3 separate regions of the Rattus norvegicus genome follow, and regions 1 and 2 are each linked to region 3. The links are chromatin contacts, called in public Hi-C maps. All regions are on one chromosome and are shown on one strand. Each heading gives the region's core, a stretch centred on a gene start, on an enhancer-like site or on the middle of the called end of the contact. The rest is flanking DNA. Distances are from core to core; before and after follow the strand shown. Region 1 has its middle 390 kb from the start of Lpin1. Region 2 has its middle 330 kb from the start of Trib2. Region 3 holds the start of Trib2 (tribbles pseudokinase 2).

Region 1 (3,678 bases), core at 1,175-3,674, 420 kb before region 3:
TCAGTATTTCTGGTAACTAAGGCTGAACTCTGCCAGCATTTTATTCTTTTTGTTGAAATGACTCATGAATATTATTATCATTTGCATTTTTTCATGACATTTTCACATTTATTTACTTACTTATTTATTTATTTATTTATTGCTGCTAATGTTATTATATACAGAATGAAAGACTGATAATTTATATTCCTGTCACAGTTGCTCTATGAAAAACGGTAGAGAGTAATTTGGGATTGCAGTGTTGTCAAAACTCTTTGCATCAGGACGCCTTCTTTATGTCGCAGGCAGCTCGCTCATCCCTGCACCGGTCTCTCTCTTTAGGAGATGCTGCCTGCCCTCCAGTCTTCCCGGACAGTCTCTGGATTTCACTAATTGATTTCCAGCTTGTAGGAAATCCCACTTTACGTGCCATTTGCATTAATAACCTGCAGCTTTGACAAGTTTTTTTTTATTCAATTACTTTTGGTTGATCTTTCACACAAGGACTAATTCCAAGATTCCACAGGAGTTATAAATAGGTATGTTTGGAACAACATAAGATTAGTCAAGGCCATCTGGCGTGATGACTGCCGGCTCTTAACAAGCACAGCAGGTCAAAACGCATTCAGAGTTGAAACTGTTGGAGCCAAAACATCCTGCTCAGAAACTATGGCTAGATTCTAAGAAGCAATTAAGAAAGAAAGTGAAAAGTGGGGTCTCACTTGAGCTGTAAAGATGCTAGAATAGTGTACCAAAGGGGGCATCTGGCTAGCACACTCAACACCCATGATGCATTTACCCCTGATAATTAATGGACAGTTTGAAGGTTTTCCCAATGTCTATTTTGTTAAGTGAGTGGTATTTTCTAAGAATTTCCTTTTGATAATGACCAATGTGCTAGTTTGAGTCTTTGTCTTTTGCTAGTGAAGATTTTCTGGACTTGAGGTTCACCCTCTGTGTGTGTTAGTTTCTTCTTGACACACTTCTTAAATGGATGAACTTCACCTGGTCTAAAGCTCAGGGAAGGAACTGAAGAGACGTCTGTTGGAGGTCACAGCTCTGTGGCTAAAGCCTTTGCTGTGTTTGAGGCAAAACAGAAGCGGGATGGGGACCAGGTGGGGCTGTGAGGAACCCAAGTCACACTTAGAAAACACATTTTATGTTCTTCTATGTTCCCAAAACTAAATGTCAGAGTGCTGCTGGTTGTACAGGTCTAGAAAATTCTGCTATGCCTTTGCCTTTTAATCCTCATAATCAGGATATTTGTATTGCAAGTAATCAGAGTTCACGCTGCCTCTCCTCTACGCATAGTCAGTCTCCATATCCATGGGATCTCTGTTGACAGATTCAATCAGCTACACATGGACACTATCTGGAAAAGAAAACACAATCATAGCACACACATATAGATATGTTCTTAGTTATCATTCCCCAAACATTATAGCATATACATGACCTGCATTTACACTGCATTGAGATCACGGGTATCGTGACATGACTTAAGGTTTATTGGCGGGTGTATGTGAGTCCTATGCAAATACTATATAGACTTATGTAAGGGTACGTGCCATATGTGGATTCTGCCCTCTGTAGATATTGAAGACTTAGAGAATCATACTCTTTAAACCTTGTTCTTAAGGTCATGACCTCATTTAACCATAACTACAAGAGCTGTTTGTTAGCTATTGGTATTTCTGCTTGACTTAATATGTGTGGCAAAATAACTTGTACATATCTGCATATCTATCATTATCATTTTTGGTTTTTTTCTTTGACAACTTTTCTTTTGAAAATGTCCTATCTGGCTTGTGATCTCTGTCCCAGCTGATCCCTGATCTAATATCATTGTGACTCTGAACTTTTATCCACTGACATTACTCCCTGTATTAAGCAATAAATTCTCTAAACTTAATGTGGATGTCTCCCACCCTGACTTGTGTGGAATCCAATGTGATAATATTCGGAGGTGTGGGGTTTGGAATGGAATAGATCATGAGAGCGGAGCTCATGTATGAAATGAGTGCTTAAAATGTTGGGGTTATTAAATCATGATGAGTGCTCTCAATAAAAGCTGCTCTAGGTCCATGGATACGTACCATCAAGAAGTCCCACCTTGAGACAGTCTGATGGACATTAGTATCAACAGTTCTCACTGCACATCCCCTCCACATGTCCAGTTGATTCTAGTCTGAAAAAAAGATTTTACTGTTACAAAGTATTAAAACATAGATTGGTTTCATCTCCAAGTGAATTCACTAGTAAAAAGGCAAAAAATAATTCTGTTTTCTTCTCCTTTCCAACAACTTCATTCCTGAAAGTGTGAGGGGGAAATGCCCTTCTTTCTGCCCACATCATCAAATGGTTTATGCCAACTGCTTACGTAGTAGAAAAGTCCTATGTTTACATGAACTGGAGGCAGCAATTCTTGGCACATTAGTCACAGCAGGCTAACTGCTGTAAAAAATAGCCCTCACTATCTAACGTTTAGCATTGTGAACGTCTCTGTGTCTCCCATTCCACAATGGCAAAGGGCAAAAGGCACTGGGACCTGAGATCATACACTGAGCAGTAGAGAGAATGAGATGAGAGAAGAGGAAGATGGATGGGGTAGAGAAGGGTTCCCAGGAGAGGGATTTAATGAGCCCTGTTAGAAATGGGATACATATCATGTCTACTCCTACTTCATGACTAGATAGTATCCAAAGTGTCACAAGACCTTGTATTTAAGTCACTGTGAAATAAGATCCTGAGAAAAGAAAAGACCTCCCAACAATCATTGTTTCCCAAATCCTTAAAATCATTTTGCTCCATGAAAAGGCTGATGGACAGGATTATGGTAATCCCTTGATTCTAGTGTAGTTTTCTGTAATTTGCTGATAGATTCAGGAACATACGTATGGGTACATCAACTCACTGGAATCTTCTAGAGTGGAGAAATGCTTTCTTAGAAGTGAAGTCGTTTAGGCTTAATCAATGAGGGCAAAGTATGGCTTCATTGAAGGTGGCCTCTAGGCAGGATCATGCTCCAGCAATTGCCCTGGTTTGTCAAGAAGTTCTGTCTCTAATACAGCAGAAAAGATCACTGGTCGTCTTGTAGCTACTTACCTAGAAGAAGTAGATGAAGAGACTTTCACCACTCCCCACCCCTACTTAGTAGACTAGTTAAAAGCTCCAAACACAAAGGAGTATTTTTAGCATCAGATCTGTAAAGCACATTGTACCCAAGATGGAATTTGAGTGAACTCCAACATAGAAAAGTCATTTTACAATCTGGAGCCGTGTCACATGGGGAAATGTGTTAAATAATACTTTCCTTTCCAAAAGGATTGTATCTTGTATAATGAGTTTCTTACCTCAAAATTTTTTTCTTTTTGTTAAAAAAAATTATCTTTTGCTACAATTGCCACAGTTGAACTATGGATAAGCCAAGGTCACATTGTCATGGCAAAGTCCTTTGTCCTTTGATCTTTTTTGTAATGAGTCCATTTCTACCAAGGTGTCCATTTGAAGACCATATTCACCAGAGTTTAGATATGTGAACAAGTCCAGCAGAACAGACTGCCCTGAGACAGTCACTTTTTGTTTGGTGTCCTTCGTTTTCACAGGTCTTCTGTTAATGGGTCTGTGGAGCCTAATAGGCTTGCTTGAATATCCAGTTCAAATAATCTCAAAGCAGGCCCTGGAGTATAATAGAAAGTC
Region 2 (3,768 bases), core at 162-2,661, 330 kb before region 3:
TTACTCTGTGCAATATATATGTAGCTTGCGTTTGTCTGCTTGATCCACTTTATTTTCCCAATCTAAACGATAACTTTTGAGACCACATTGTTTTAAAAACACCTCTCCCACTTATTTCTGCTACAGTGTCTAATATATGGTGAAAGGTAATTCATTTCTTCAGCAAATGTTTATTGGATCATAATTTATATTTTATCCAGGGTAATCAATGCTGTTGATAGGCAGGACACAGCTTGTGTCCTGGAGTTATTAAGTTATCACTTAAGAGCTCCTCACTCAACTTTATCCTGCAGCAGAAGGTGGGAAACATCCATTCTGCTCTGGGGTCAATGGAGGTAGCATCAGGTACCTTTAATCTCAGTGCTAGGGTGGCTGAGGAAGATGCATTGTGAGTTTGAAGCCAACCTGGGTCATATTGTCTCAACAAAACAAAACAGGGCTAGAGAGCTGGCTCAGTGATGACGAGTTTGCCCTGATCATGTGTATGATGATAGTTTAATTTCAGCAATCACACATTCAGTTTACAGTACCGTGTATTCCAGCACTTGGGGCATCTGGTGCCTCTGGCCTCTTTGAGTATACAGACACATGCATATGCTCACATATAGACACACAATCACATGTGCTTGTATGCACATGCACAAACACAGATAATTAAAAATAAAAATAAACGTTCAAAACACAGTGAAAGAGGATGTCATCATGGAGAAAGGAATTAAGTTTAAGTTCAGTGCTGTATTTAATACAATCTCTTCACAGGAAATGTTGAAAAATAGGAGACAATAGGATGCCCTCTGTACAGATGACTGTGCTGGAAGCCCATCTGGACTGTGAACAGTCTGTTTCAGGGTGGCCTCCTCTTATTTTGTTTCAGAACTGAAGCCTAGCACCTAGCAGATGCTAGGTGATTACCGAATGAAAAAATATGTTTGCAAGAAATTCAACTCCTGATGTAAAATTGCCCAGACTTTTATTCTGCAAAGGCTTTTTGTCAAATGTATTTAGAACTTAAAAGCCCTTCGGGCCCTCAGACTTGAGAGACTGGGTATATTCCAGAAATGCAGACTCCTCTACATAGAGCCTTGGAGACTGCCTTCTAAAGGTTTCCTCGCACCTAACCATTGCTCAGCATATGTCCTGTTGCTTTTGCCCAACCCTATGAGCTGTGGCCTTTCTTCCTCATATCTTCAGCTTTCCTCTCTAAGTCAGCCCAACACCCTTGCTAGATTATTCCCTGTGTCCTTTGCAATGTGTTTCCTTCTTTAAGGGATGCCTGTAGGGATGGTAATAATCAGGAGAGTTCCGGCATGTTTGGCTCGGGGAGATGATGCAGAAAGGCCTGTAATATGTCATACTGGAAGGGACTTTAAGGACACAGGTCTCAACCCTGCCATTTGAAAAGCAGGCAAATGAAACCCTTGAGGAAAGGGCTATTTTAAGATAGTGCAGTGATTTAGAATCCAGGCCCTGTTTCCCAGCTAATGTCTTCCTCAGATTCCACGGGCTTTCTTCCAAGCTTAATATCAAGGCGCATTGCTAAGCCATTTTGCTAAGTATCTTAGCTGGGCTGTTCCATCACCAGCTCATTTATAGTCATACGTCTTTAAAACCCCAGCAAAAGGAATCTCAGTTCCCAGAATGCACTGCACACTCCACCATGAACCAGTCAGTCTTATTCCTTCAGGACTTATCATTAATTCTCTCATCATCTCGAGTTTTATTGTTCTCTTCCTCCTCAGGCACAAAGGAACTCAAGCATTGAATTGCTTCATCATCCTAGATACTAAAAGTTTGATTCCGAAGTTCTTAAGGCGAGTCCATTTCTAACTTCTGGCAGCATCTGCTACAGGCATGCTTGGGGGCCATTCATTCTCTCCTCAATCCTTTCCCAGCTCTGTTCACAGCACCATTTAATTAAGCCTTATTGAGCAGAATTCGGGCGACATTCTTTATGTGTATGATGTCATTTACTCGGGACAGTAATTTAGTATGCTCAATATCATGCCCATTTTCTAAGTGAAAAAAAAAAACTGAGGCTGAACAAAGGTGAAACCCCTGGCCAAGTATGGAGCAAAGAAATGATGGAGTCCAGATGTGAGCAAAGGTTGTGTCCTGATTCCAGGACCTCAGGCCACCCTATTACTTAGATTGGATGGGAGTTCTACTTGGTCATAAAATTTGGTGAAATGATCATCTTGTCCCATCTCTGCCAGCCCCCAGCAATCTTGTGTGGTGACATGCTGTCTACTAGCATTATGCCTTTAGTGACATCTTAGGACAACTCCTGGGTCTTGTGCATAACTCAGGAACCAGCTGTTAAAATGCTTTCTTTCCAGTAAGGATTATGGGGACTGGCAAGCAAATTGTTTCTGTCTCCTAAATTCAAGACACAAAGGTAGCTGACTCTGAGCTAAGGCAGCGTCTTCCTCCTTTCCATATGTCTGACCAGGAAGATTAGCATCATTGAGCATAATGCTGGCCATGGTTCTGTAGTCATGAAGGAACAGACAGCTGTGGGGTCAGAGGAGCAGGAGAGGAGTGGCTTGGATGCAAGGAAGTAGGAGCACTGTGCCTAGAGATGAAGCCTGGAACAGTGACATGTGACCCCCATATGAGTCAGCTTCTGCTCAGGTAATGAGAACCCAATGAGATGTAAACTTATTGCAGAAAACACTCGGGACAAATTCATCATTGATGTGGCTATTTTGGGAGATGAAAGAGAACTTGAAAAGAAGAGGGACACGTAAAAAGTATTCTAGCTGAGTGGGCCTGATAGGAAACGAACATTTCCCTTCATAACTCAACAGCGAGAATCAAAAGCATCCCTATCTTTTAAGTCTGAAAACCAGCAGGGCCAGGTGCTGCGTGTAGATGTTGCCAGCTCTTTACTCCCTGGATATACAGATTGTGATCTGGGTCTGGGGCAATTTGCAGCTTTATTTCATTGTTGCTAAGAGGACGCAGATTCCATGTGTAGCCTCTGGAGCTCAGAGTGGTGATTCCCCCAAGGTTCCCCCTGAACACACCAGTCACTATGAAGACAGGCACGGCTGTTAGATACCGCTGTTCTCTAACAGTGAGTGTACACATTCTTTCCCTGCCACTTGTAGAGGACTCTGCCTAGGGCAGCAATCAGATGAGAAGGATATGGGGTATAGGAGAAGGTCTACTGCCTTTAAGGAAATGTGTCAGGTGTGGATGTTCCTTGCTGCCCTACTCAGTTGTTTCCTCGCTGGAACCTCCGGCTGGTCTATCTACAAGGCATCTATCCACCTCTACCCACCAAGTAGAAAAGAGGCTCACCACCCTGGATTCCTCTTGTTGTGGTTTCTGCCTTTGCTTCCTGTCTGCCCCTTCTTCTGACTTCTGATATCAACTGTTCATCAGGTCAACTCACCCTTTCCGGGGGCTTAGGTCACTGCTGTCCCATCTATGTCTGCGCCCTTGCATTTCTGTTGAGCTTTGCTTATGCAAATACTTGCCCATTCGTTGGGCTTTCTTCTTAGATCTTAGTTAAGCGTAACCCTTCCTGGGTAGGGAGATGCTCAATGGTTAATAGCTATTACAGAGGATCTGAGTTCAGTTCTTAGCACTTTATGCTGATCAGCCTGTACTGCTGTAACTGGAGTTTCAGAGTATCCAATGTCTTCTGGCCTCTATGAGCACCTACACACATACGTGCATGCACTCACATACATGTTAGAAAAAGAATAGACATCCTGCAACTCATCATATCTTGGCATCCTCTCATTAGTCTGGGGTTCTCAG
Region 3 (3,700 bases), core at 505-3,004:
ACTACTACTTCATAACTGTAATTTTGCTTCTCTTATGAATATAATGTAAATGTCTGATATGCGACCCCGGTGAAAGGGTTCTTCACCCCAAAGGGATCACAACTCACAGGGTGAGAAACACTATCATACTTCTTCATGAATCTCCCAGAACTGCAATTGCAGTTCTAGGGATCACATGAGGTAAGCAGGGGCCTGTTATTTCACAGATGAGACCTAGGGAGGGGAAAATAAAAACAAAAATCCTACCAACTCAGTTTCCTTCTGAAACTGGATACTGACGCTGGAACACAGGTCTCTCAAGCTTTCTTACAAGAAAGTTTTGTGATAGTTACCCAGTAGAGGCCACAGGGAACATTTCTCCATGGGTCCTCTGTAGAGACTATCTAGCGCCGTTCTTGAACTGGGCAGAGACTACATGATGGCACACTAGTCTGTGGTCATCATGACATCCTCAAACTGTTATCCTACTAAGGGACAGTTTAGAGATCGGAGACTGAGTGTAAGGCAGATGAGTGGGGAGCAGGATGTGAGATCTGTGAGAAGACACGGGCCATCTTAGTTTTTTCTTAAAATCTGTTCTCTAGGGTGGCCAGCTGGACAAGCAAGGTCCATTCACCATTCTGAAACAACCCTCAGGGATCTCCTGATCATTAGAGCAACTATTGTCCCAGTTAACTATAATTATAAATAGTTTTCTATTTTCGTTCAAAAGTGGTAGTGCGGAAAACTGTTGCAGAGTGGCCTCCCTCGTAGAAAGCAGTAGCCTCGCCCCAGACCATAGCTGCTTCTCCTTCTCTTTCTGTTTTCCCTGCTACATTGCTTCTCTGAGGTAAAGGCAAGAGGCTGAAGCTGTGGCCTGAACTTTCCCCAGGTCTGCTCAAACCAATAGTCAGGAACCTTACCAGGAAGCTAAGAATAAGTCCGGGTTAAAGTGCAGCCTTCAGTTGAACTTAGTATTGAATGTGTTCCTGGCCCACATACTGAGATGACTGGACTGGAGAAGCCTGGCTCTTTGCCTGGGAGCCAATATCACTTGCAGAGGTGTGAGTGCAAAGAGGTGTGTGTGCCTGAGCCCCCCAAAAGACCCTGTCCTTAAATCAAAAGACGCTGAAAGTACCCCCAATCCTATAACTGTGAAGTGGGGGAGGGGTGGTGACACTAATTACAAGCCCACAATGGACTTCTGTTGAAGTGAGAAGCAACTGGAGAGAGAGTAAAACTAATTCTAGAGACTGTGGGCTGCAAGAAATTCTTCGTTCTTTAAAAACCGAGGGGAGCCTCTTGCTCAGGTTAACATCGCAGCAGAGGAGGGCCCAATACTCAGAAGTTGCGAGGCTTTCTGCAGAAAATCCCATGGAAGAGGATCTAAGTCCCAAAGTTGACCTGAGCCTGCCGGTGTTGCGTGGCGATGGTGGTAGATACACAGCCCAGCATCCTTAGCTCTGCAGCGCGAGCAGCAGGCCAGGCAAGCCCAGAGCCCATGGACTGCGGAAGGATATAAAAGCACTGTTTACCTCGCGCCTGGCCGAGCCATCCAGGGGCGAGGCCAGGGCTCCCGCGGGGGCGCTGCAGGAGTGGCGGCAGCAGTCCTGGCCGCGGGCAGGCGCTGGGGAGCCGCGCGCGAACTGGCAGCGGCGCGGCTGATTGATGGGCTCCCGGCTCAATGACAGGGGCCGGGGCGTGGGTGGGGCGGGGCCGGCGAAGAGGGCGGGGGCTCAGTGGAAATGTGTCGGTGACTTTGAATGGGGAGACTGAGCGCGAGCGAGCGAGGCGCGCGCGCACACATACGCGCACACACAGCCGGGCTCGCTCCGAGATCCCCGGCCACGTAAGTAACTATTAATACCGCCTCGCCCGGGGATGCGGGCGTGCTGAGCGCCGGGATTGGCCTAGGGCACCGTGGCCATCCCCTTTAATTTTTAAATACACGGTCCTCTCCTACTTCTGGGTGGCAAGAAAGAAAAGAAAAGAAGACAAGCCGTCGATTTTTATTTTTCCTCCAGAACAAGCCCGCCGTGCAATTTGGTCGCAAGGCATCGGGAGACAAGAGTGGTTTGCAAATTGTTCCAAGCCTCAAGACCCAGCTGTGCAGCGGAAAAAGAACGCCGCGGGTTAACAGAGTCCGGGGAGCATCTGCGGCCAGCTCCTGCAGGACCCCCGGAAATCTCCTGCCGCTGGTCCCCCCAGGTCACCGCCCGCACTTCTTGCTTCATCAGAGGAGGATCTGGGACGTGAGCGGCGACAGCAAGAGCTAGTGCTGACCGCGCGGGCTCAGCTTTGGGCTTTGTCGCGGTACCTGTGCCTGCCCTACTCCGCACTCCCTACTCAGCTTTTGCAATCTTTTGTTGCCACTGCTGACCGCCCCAAGTTAAATGCTCCTTTGCTATTTTGCTTTTTTTTCTGTCCCTTTTTTTTTTTTTTTTTTTGAGAGCGAGAGGGAGAGCTCTGCGATTTTTTGGAAAAGCCTCAGACGCCATCTACAGTTAAGACTTAGGTAACTGCCCTCTCTAGCACCCCCTTCCACGCCCCCCACCCTTTCTACCAAAAAGGGGGGGTGCAGCGCGGATTCTGGCTGCCGCGCGGCGTGAGCCGGTAGACCCGTGCTTATTTCCTTTTTCTTTTTGTTTGGTTTCTAACGCGTGGAGGGCGAGCCGGCGCCGCACGCTCCCTGAAGACTGCACAAACTCCAGGCAGGGCTCCTCCGCCCGGTCTGCGGATCCTCAGCTGGGGATCGCTCAGGATCCCGGCGCTGCAGCTCCGCACCCCAGAGGCACGCTCACTCGTCCAGATCCACGCGGCGAACAGAGACCCACTGACTCCAGAGTGCGGTTCTGCACTGCGCTGGCGGCTTCTGGGTAACAAAAGGACCCGAGTTGTCGGCCGAGCGAGCACCCCCGGGAGCGGGGCTCGCAGCCGGGGACCAGCCCTGCGGCGCCCATCTGGGGGCTAGTTCTTAACTCTCCTCTACGGAGCCCCAGACGGGTCCCCTCCCTTCTTGATCCTTTTAAGTCTGTGGCACAGAGGCGCCTGCACCCGCGGCTCATCCATCTCTCCAGTGGGGTTTTTCTTTTTGGTTTGTTTGTTTTGTCGTGTGCGATCCCCACACTCATGAACATACACAGGTCTACCCCTATCACAATAGCGAGATATGGGAGATCGCGGAACAAAACCCAGGATTTCGAAGAGCTGTCGTCTATAAGGTCCGCTGAGCCCAGCCAGAGTTTCAGCCCGAACCTTGGCTCTCCGAGCCCGCCCGAGACTCCGAACTTGTCGCATTGCGTTTCCTGCATCGGGAAATACTTACTGTTGGAGCCTCTGGAGGGAGACCACGTTTTCCGCGCTGTGCATCTGCACAGCGGAGAGGAGCTGGTGTGCAAGGTAACCAGCCCATCTTTGCTTTTGCGTTTTGTCTTTTGCTTAAATTAAAAAAAAAATATCCTGGGGACTTTGCCTGTGCGGGAGGTCTCAAAGCTCTCAAGTCCAGGACTGAAAGATTGCTGGGATCATTATGCGTGGCCTCGTTAAACGGGTTTATTTGTGTGTCTGTCCACGTTCGACTAGTTGCGAAGTTTTCAGACCGTTTCAGACAATGGGGCGGGCTGCAGCGGGGGCGTTTTGGGGAGATCCGGGGAGGGAGGGCGGCGAATCTGAACCGGGGCACGGACATGCGTGCCCTGGGAGGCTCGTAGAGCTCGGGTGC

What was found. Hi-C and Micro-C count contacts between places; a contact is called where the count stands out from the background.
Region 1: a Hi-C map of the A7r5 cell line shows a contact between it and region 3, with 5 times the contacts expected there. The contact joins the enhancer-like site here to the promoter of Trib2 in region 3. A contact is called at or near these places in 5 of 12 Hi-C or Micro-C datasets (the A7r5 cell line, the Rat2 cell line, Schwann cells and 2 more) and 1 of 1 datasets of contacts at active chromatin or transcription factors (oligodendrocytes).
Region 2: a contact with region 3 is called in a Hi-C map of psoas muscle, with 3 times the contacts expected there. The contact joins the enhancer-like site here to the promoter of Trib2 in region 3. A contact is called at or near these places in 4 of 12 Hi-C or Micro-C datasets (the A7r5 cell line, the Rat2 cell line, prefrontal cortex and 1 more) and 1 of 1 datasets of contacts at active chromatin or transcription factors (oligodendrocytes).

What each region holds. Positions count from the first base shown.
Region 1 is chr6:44,715,332-44,719,009 of GRCr8, reverse strand. No RefSeq gene overlaps it. Among named protein-coding and RNA genes, the nearest start is that of Lpin1, 390 kb to the left of the region's middle. Within about 2 kb of position 2,424, at least 5 of the 93 cell types and tissues checked have an H3K27ac peak or open chromatin away from gene starts, as enhancers often do. A contact at or near this core is called in the A7r5 cell line, where this site is marked.
Region 2 is chr6:44,628,109-44,631,876 of GRCr8, reverse strand. No RefSeq gene overlaps it. Among named protein-coding and RNA genes, the nearest start is that of Trib2, 330 kb to the right of the region's middle. Within about 2 kb of position 1,411, at least 2 of the 93 cell types and tissues checked have an H3K27ac peak or open chromatin away from gene starts, as enhancers often do.
Region 3 is chr6:44,297,148-44,300,847 of GRCr8, reverse strand. It overlaps Trib2 (tribbles pseudokinase 2), which reads left to right and starts at 1,754. Exons shown (of 3, transcript NM_001108015.3): 1 at 1,754-3,378. The coding sequence starts at 3,109.